2 separate regions of the Mus musculus genome follow, and region 1 is linked to region 2. Evidence: chromatin contacts called from public Hi-C data. All regions are on one chromosome and are shown on one strand. Each heading gives the region's core, a stretch centred on a gene start, on an enhancer-like site or on the middle of the called end of the contact. The rest is flanking DNA. Distances are from core to core; before and after follow the strand shown.

Region 1 (4,156 bases), core at 874-3,373, 89 kb before region 2:
TCCTGTCTGTCCTTTTTCACACTCTCCATCTGAGCCACCTGTATTGATGAGGGCTGAGTTGATGTTTGGTCCTGGGGAGAGTGGAGAGGAGAGAAGCCGGGGAGTCATTTGTACTAAGAAGTTAGGCTTGTGCACCAAACCTACTTGAATACACAAGAAGATTCTGGTAGATTCTTCTTTCTTTAACTTTGTGCTAGGAAGCCAACCTCCTCACCCCCCAGATTGGAAGCATCAGAGACGCTTTTTCTTTTCTTTTCTTTTCTTCTCTTTTCTTCTCTTCTCTTTTCTTTTCTTTTCTTTCCTTTTCTTTTCTTTTCTTTTCTTTTCTTTTCTTTTCTTTTCTTTTCTTTTCCTTTCCTTTCCTTTCCTTTCCTTTCCTTTCCTTTTCTTTTCTTTCTTTCTTTCTTTCTTTCTTTCTTTCTTTCTTTCTTTCTTTCAAGATGTCTTTATTTTTTATTTATATGAGTACACTGCAGCTGTCCTCAGACACACACTAGAAGAAGGCATGGGATCCCATTACAGATGGTTGTGAGCCACCATGTGGTTGCTGGGATTTGAACTCAGGACCTCTGGCAGAGCAGTCAGTGCTCTTAACCGCTGAGCTGTCTCTCCAGCCCCAGATAATTGCTTTTTCTTTTTTTTTCTTTTTTCTTTTTTTCCCCCGAGACAGGGTTTCTCTGTATAGCCCTGGCTGTCCTGAAACTCACTTTGTAGACCAGGCTGGCCTTAAACTCAGAAATCCGCCTGCCTCTGCCTCCCGAGTGCTTGGATTAAAGGCATGTGCCACTATACTTTTTCAAATCATTCTCTCTCTCTCTCTCTCTCTCTCTCTCTCTCTCTCTCTCTCTCTCTCTCCCTCCCTCCCTCCCTCCCTCCCTCTCTCCCTCCCCACCCTCCCTATCCTCTCAGAAAGCATGGCCCGTGCCTCCTCAGAGAATCTCCACCCTAAACCAAATCAACACAATCCCAAGATTAACAATAGTTAATTAGGTCAATTCTAGTGGTTGTCTCAGCAATGAGGTCTCTGACCACAGTAACCTGGGAAGTTGTCCAACACAGAAACTTGGGGCCCTTGCCCTGTGCCCTGTGCCTCCTGAGTTAAACCCTGAGTTAAGGCCCAGTGATCTGTGTTAAGCTGCATGGCTCACCTTCTAGGGGCTTTAGTACCTGGGAGGAAACCAGTTGTTTAGTTATGGTTGCTGGTCTCTGTGTTTATTTTAAGACAGAGCCTCGCTATGTAGCCTAGGCAGACCTGGAACTTGCTATGTAGACCAGGCTAACCTTCAGCCTGAGACTCAGGAACAGCTCTGTGGAGAGTAAGTTAGCAGATGTCAAGAGGTAGGAGAGAAGCTGATAAAGATGTGGTGGAGAAACTGTGACTAACGAGAAAGGTGGCAATGGTGGGTCCCTCGACACAAAGATCTGCCGCTGTCTCTTTCCCTAGGAATGCAAGACTTCAATTATCTCCACACTAACTGCTTTGAGATCACGCTCGAGCTGAGTTGCGACAAGTTTCCCCGGCAAGAGGAGCTGCAGAGGGAGTGGCTGGGTAACCGGGAAGCCTTAATCCAGTTCTTGGAACAGGTAAGATCCTTCCGTTTGACTCTTCTGGTTGCAAGAGAGGTCTTCCAATGGCAGCTGGGGTTGCCACAGGCTCAGGCTGTCCCCAGAGCTGACTCCACTCAACCAGCCCTCTACTCCTGCGGTTGGTTTTCCTTCAATGTCCTAGAGCATAGCTGTCTGTCCAAAACTTTACTGTAAGCTGGGGACTCTGGGTAAACAAGCCTATATCCCTGTCTCTATGGAACTGATGTTCTAACCGGGGCAGACAGTAAGCAAAATACGGAAGTAAATTCTGTGCCTCATTAAAAAGAGAAGTGCTGTGAAGAAAGTCTCCCGGAGAAAGCCACTCTCAAATGGGGTCTGAGGAGCCTGAGGATCGGAGGGGCTCAGACAAGCCAGGTTATCTAGAACAGGGGTGGGCCCTCCAGAATAGGTCCAACTAAAACAAGCCAAGTCCACATCTGAAAGGTGCCCGGCAGCAGCAACCACAGCCAGCTGCCGCCTCAAGTGCACCGCAACGGCTGCTGTGAGAAACACATGACAAGGCTTGGAGGAGGGGGAGAAACTGGACTCTTTTAGGCACTGTGAGCAGAAAGTGATGTTGCTTCTAAGCCAAGCAGTGTGACAGAGCTTCCGGAAAATTAAAAATGGGGCTGAAGTTTAGCTCAGTGGTAAAGCTCTTGCTTAGCACACGAGGGACCCAAAATTGTGTTTCCAGACCCACAAAAGCAACCACAATTAGAATAAAATTGTTATATTATTCAGCATGGTTAAATCTCAAAGAAGTGAAGACAGGCAGAGAGAGAGAGAGAGAAAGGGCCTTCAAAACCAGGTAAGCGCTGACACACACCTTAGCACGACTGGATCTGGATTATGCAATAAGCAATAAGCCAGTCGTATGGCAGTAAGCCGTGCCTCTGTTTAGATAGAGTTTATACAGTCGCACAGACAGAATGCAGAATGGTGTCTGGGGCTGGAAGAGCAGGAGGTGGGGTAGAGAATGAGAGGGATGGAGACTTTCATCTTAAGGAGAGCAGTTTCAGTGTCAGATGAAGAGAGTTCTAAAAGTGAGTTGTTGTGCTAGGCACATATTACAAATGTGCGTGATAAACTGGGCTGTACAATTCACAGAGTGAACATTTTACCACAATTTACTTCAAATTTTCTCTCTCTCTCTCTCTCTCTCTCTCTCTCTCTTGTGTATTCATGCCATGATGTTTGTGTGGAAATCAGAAAGCAAGTTGTGGAAGGTAGTCTGTTCTCTTCTTCCAGCATTTTGGGTACCAAGTTCAAACTCAGTCAGGCTTAGCAGCAAATGCCTTTAACCACTGAGCCATCTCAGTAGATCACAATCTAAGGTTTCTCTCTCTCTCTCTCTCTTTCTTTAAAGATTTTATTTATTTACTTATTTATTTATTTATTTAATGTGAATATACTGTCTCTGTCTTCAGACACACCAGAAGAGGGCATCGGATCCCTTACAGATGGTTGTGAGCCACCATGTTGTTGCTGGGAATTGAATTCAGGACCTCTGGCAGAGCAGTCAGTGCTCTTAACCGCTAAAGTTTCTAAGTTTCTTTTCGTTTCATTTCGTTTCGTTTCGTTTCGTTTCGTTTCCTTTCCTTTCCTTTCCTTTCTTTTCTTTTCTTTTTAAGATTTTATTTATTACTATATGTAAGTACACTGTAGCTGTCTTCAGACATTCCAGAAGAGGGCATCAGATCTCATTACAGATGGTTGTGAGCCACCATGTGGTTGCTGGGATTTGAACTCAGGATCTTTGGAAGAGCAGTCAGTGCTCTTACCCACTAAACCATCTCACCAGCACCCCCCCCCCTTAAATTTCCTTAATTGTAACAAAATTCAAGGTTAGACCAGCAGGAGCTGGAGAGATGGCTTGGCGGTTGATTGAGAGTACTGGCTTGTCTCAGCAAACCTAAGTTTGTTTCCAGCATCCTCATGGTGGCTCACAAACATTGGTGACATTAGTCCCGAGAGCTCTGTGACCCTCTGCTGGGCTCTTCCAGCAACATGTAGGCACAGGGTACAAAGACACACGTGAAGGCAAAATACTCAACACACATACACTTGAGACTGGGCTACTAGTGGGGACTGTGGCCTCACAAGCCCACCCACACAGGAGCTTTGAGAAGGCAGTGTACTGTGACTGAGTGACAGGATCACTCCGCCTACTAAGGAGGGATTATGGGATTGGAGGAGCAGTGAAGAGCTAGTTTACAGGGTGTTGTCATGGTGTTAATGAACATGGACTGAGAGGAACCATGAGAAAAGAGAAAGGCCAGAGCCTTTCCCACTGTCCAACCACTGTGTGATTCTGACTCTCGGTGGCCACTGTTTCCCGCAGGTCCACCAGGGCATCAAGGGAATGGTGTTGGATGAGAACTCTAACAACCTCACGGGGGCTGTCATTTCCGTCACCGGCATCAACCACGACGTCACTTCAGGTAGGAGGGGACCAGTTGGTAAGCCAGAAAGACCAGCCATCGAGGACACTGAGAGGAGGGTGCGTGCCGGGTATGGGAGCAGAAAAGACGCGCTGCATCAAGCAGCTAAGATTCGGATAAGGAGATTC
Region 2 (3,860 bases), core at 311-2,810:
GAAAAGGATCTCTGTGAGTTCGAGGCCAGCCTGGTACGCAAATCCGAGTTCCAGCACAACCAAGGCCACACAGAAAAACCTCAAAAAAAACCCAAAAACCAAACAACAACAAGCCAAAAACAAAAAACTAAACCAAAAGCCTAGACAAGTACCACAAAGTCTGGCCACAAAGAGAATTTAAAACAAGCAATTTAGTTTAAAGGATTTTCTTGCAAGGCTGGCGGTAAGAAAGCACCTGTCTATCCTGGGCCAGTCCCTGGGCTCCGTTCCCAGCACAGCAATAAACAGGCTGTGTGTACGGTGCAGCTGATTTCTGAACGAAACCTTAGACTGTGGTGGATGAGAAGGATGTGTGAAATGTTGCCACGCGTCGTGACATAAAGTTCAAGCAAGATACTAGCTATTGTTGGCTGTTGTTTTTAAATGTATTGAATAATACAATTTATAGAAAGATTGTCGTGGTACCAGGAACTCCCTGTGCACTCATGGTTGGTCGGCTGGTTTTCCCAGGCAGGGTTTCTCTGTGTAGCTCTAATTGCCCTGGAACTCACTCTGTAGAGTGGCCTCCAACTCAGAGATTCACCTGTATCTGCCTCCTGAGCGAGTGCTGGAGTTAAAGGTGTGTGCCCTCACTGCCTGGCTTCCCCGTGCGCTGTTAAGTTTAACATCTTCATCCTTTCTCTCTCTAGTTTTTTCTAAGAGTTTATTGCGTGCATTATGTGCCTGGTAGGGGTAAAACTCAGGGCCTGGCACAAGCAAACTATCAGCAGTAAGAGTGGGTATTTATTGTGAGACCAGAAAGGGGCCGCTCCTGCAGGAGATTTTACCTTGATCTAGTCACTTATCTAATCTACAGCCGCTCTCCAGCCCTGCCCAACGCTGGGTTTAGAACTTTTCTTCTTCGACACAGCAGGGACTGGCCAGTCATAGTTGAACACTGTCCTCGGAATTCCTTTTCCCATGACAGTGACCTTTTGAAGAATATACATTCTCAATTTGAGTTTGATGTTTCCTCAAGACTCATTTCAGAACCAACATTTGTGACTGGGATACTGCAGAAGGGGTGTGTGATGTTTCCAGGCCTATTTGGAAGCCATATTTGCCCCTTACTGGTGACCCTGATTTTGATTCCTGGGTCAAGGTATCCTTTCTCAGCTGTGTAGGCATGTTTTGTTGTTGTTTGTTTTGTTTTTGGAATGAACATGTAATGTATAATAATGTAAAACTATGCAAATATCCTGATCACCTCAATACCACCATTATTACCAGCATCATCAACTGATGAGTTGGGTATGTTTGTTTGTTTGTTTGGTTGGTTGGTTAGTTTTGGCCTGAAATTCTCTGGCTGGGGTCAGAGGCAGGCATACCACACCTATCCTCTACTGGTAATTTGCTTGAAAAGATGCTCTTAAAAAAAAAAAATCTTGTCATTTTTCTGGATCTTGCAGTTTGACTTCCACTCAGAGAGAGACTTCTTCCCTGTCATGTGTGCTAAGGGTGTGGGCTCCCAGTTCCTGTTTGATTCACTGGATTATAATGCATTGGAGCTGACTTAATTTTGATACTGAAGTTGTCCTGGTTGGGCAGGCTGCCCTTCCCTGGCTGCCTTGTCTTTGTTAAGATCTCCCTCTCCCCCTCCCCCTGTGCCTCTGCCAGGACCTCCTTGCTTGGCAATGCAAGATGTCTCCCGCCCCCATTTGTAAACACTGACATTCCTAACTTCTTAGGATTAGGGGCAGCAGAAAAGATTTTTGGAGAATCCAGTCTGCTGAAAAGCCAGCCGCATGTACTGTTTCTGTGGCTTTGAATTGTGCCCAGACAGCATACTGTATTGACTTAGCAAATTTGTCAATTTTTAAATCAGTCTTAGAATGTGAAGGAAACTCGGCGGAGACCACTCCACAGCCATCTTCTGTTTGTTTTTATTTCAGTTTCTTAAATGACCAAACGTTTTCTCATTTCTTTATGCGCCTTCTCCTATGCATCCAAGTACCAGGAGCTGTAAGTGCTAATGAGAAGAATTGTTTTTCTTCTTCAGGAAACATCCCGTTATGGCTAGCCCTGGGTAGACTGGAACTTGCTCTCTAGACCGGGCTGTCCTTCAGGCTCCCAGAGATCTCCCTCCCCCCAAGTTGGCACTGTTATGTGTTCCTCATAATATTTCTTTTTTTTTAAATATTAAGTTGTTCTGCCTGTAATAATTTTCTCATATTGCTTAAAACATTTTATCACATTTATTTATGTGCTTTGTGTGTGCATGTGTGTGGCAAGCATGTGCCACAGTAGCAAGCATGTAGAGTTCTGAAGACAACATAAGGGAGTCAGGTCTCTCCCTTCTACCCTGTGGATCCCAAGGAAGAAACTCCGGGCCTCAGGCTTAGCAGCAAGTGGGTTTACCTGTCGAGCCATCTCACTGCCCCAGATTAATATTCCTAACGTGCTGTATCAATGTCCTCACTCCCCAGCTTGGTAGCTTTGCTGCAGAGCCTATAGAGCAGGTTTTATATCTGATTAAATAAAATCAGTTCTCGATAAGGCTGGTCTTCCTTTCGACTTTACAGACAGCTAGCAGGCCGCGCATTGTTAGGTGGTCAAGCTTCTCTCGAGGACAAGATGAAAAGGATCCTGCATACTTGGGAGGATATCCCTGTGGAGAGAGTTTGCAGAGTGTTTACAGTGTTTACAGTGGACGCTTGATCTCCTGGCTGTCCTCTGTAGGGAAAGCCCCGGCCCACCTAGAACACTGCTTCCTGGTTCAAAGTGCTGGAGAGCCCTCCTTTCACACAGCTGCTGACCGTCCTCCTTCCCCTTCCAGACATGACGCTCCTCTCTTCCCAGTCTTCATCCCTGGCGGCCCCCTTTGGGTCTGTGTCCACTGAAAACCCAGAGCAGAGGATGCTGGAGAAGAGAGCCAAGGTGGTGGCGGAGCTTTTGCAGACGGAGAGAGACTACATCCGGGATCTGGAGATGTGCATTGAGAGGGTCATGGTGCCCCTGCAGCAGGCACAGGTAGGAGATGGGAGGCAGCCCGACCCTTTACACCCGAAGTGTTGGGGTTGGAATGAGGCTGTCTTCTACTGCAGTACCATAATTACAGACTGAGCGGCTCAGTGGTAAGGGAATAAAGAACCACAGAAAGCGAGGACAGACTTACCTTGGCACAGTTTCAGGTTTTGGCCTGTGGTTGGTTGGCGCTGCTGCATTTGAACCTGTGGCGCTGCGAATCGCAGCAGTGCGGTATAGAACAGAGCCGCTCCATCCTGGCAACCGGAAGCTGAGTGAGAAGGGGCGGGGCCTCAGCTAGCTCCTTAGAGATGTGCTTTCCTCCAAGTAGTCCCCATCTGCTGAAAGACCCATTTCCTGGTAACCCCAGGTCTTTAACACGTGAACTCTAGGGGGACACTCTGGAGCCAGACTACAACTTAGGGACAAAGGATGACACTAGAGATGGTTCTGGATGCCTTTGTTCTAGAAACAAGGCAGAAGTTAGGCAGATGACCTTGGAGAGATGTTCCTAATGTGAGTGATGTCATTAACTTCATCTCCCTGCATCTTGACGCTCTGTTCCTCTCGCTCAGGTACCAAACGTTGATTTTGAAGGACTTTTTGGAAATATGCAAACAGTGATTAAAGTCTCAAAGCAATTGTTGGCGGCCTTGGAAATCAGCGATGCTGTAGGTATGAGCTCATGCGATTGTTTGGTCCCAGGTATGGTGGAAGAAGGGGGCCCTTCCGAGGTGATATAATAGGGAAATGACATTTTACCTGGTGCAAAGGTTGCGACCTCCCTGTTTTCTCTTTTACCTCAGTCAGCTTTGATGTTGCTATCAACACAGTATGATGTTTTCAGACAGGAGGGT

The links. A called contact is a pair of places that touch in the nucleus more often than the background predicts.
Region 1: a contact with region 2 is called in a Hi-C map of bone marrow-derived macrophages, with 45 read pairs. The contact joins two enhancer-like sites. A contact is called at or near these places in 2 of 15 datasets of contacts at CTCF or cohesin (the NIH/3T3 cell line and embryonic stem cells), 9 of 484 Hi-C or Micro-C datasets (Sertoli cells, bone marrow-derived macrophages, cerebral cortex and 3 more), 15 of 115 datasets of contacts at active chromatin or transcription factors (bone marrow-derived macrophages, embryonic fibroblasts, embryonic midbrain and 8 more) and 4 of 9 other capture datasets (adipose tissue, embryonic stem cells, liver and 1 more).

What each region holds. Positions count from the first base shown.
Region 1 is chr19:43,963,603-43,967,758 of GRCm38.p6, reverse strand. It overlaps Cpn1 (carboxypeptidase N, polypeptide 1), which reads left to right. Exons shown (of 9, transcript NM_030703.2): 6 at 1,445-1,584; 7 at 3,929-4,028. Among named protein-coding and RNA genes, the nearest start is that of Cpn1, 21 kb to the left of the region's middle. Within about 2 kb of position 2,123, at least 60 of the 459 cell types and tissues checked have an H3K27ac peak or open chromatin away from gene starts, as enhancers often do. A contact at or near this core is called in bone marrow-derived macrophages, where this site is marked.
Region 2 is chr19:43,873,976-43,877,835 of GRCm38.p6, reverse strand. Dnmbp (dynamin binding protein) reads left to right here. Exons shown (of 16, transcript NM_028029.4): 5 at 2,816-3,009; 6 at 3,579-3,708. Among named protein-coding and RNA genes, the nearest start is that of Gm24400, 19 kb to the right of the region's middle. Within about 2 kb of position 1,560, at least 42 of the 459 cell types and tissues checked have an H3K27ac peak or open chromatin away from gene starts, as enhancers often do. A contact at or near this core is called in bone marrow-derived macrophages, where this site is marked.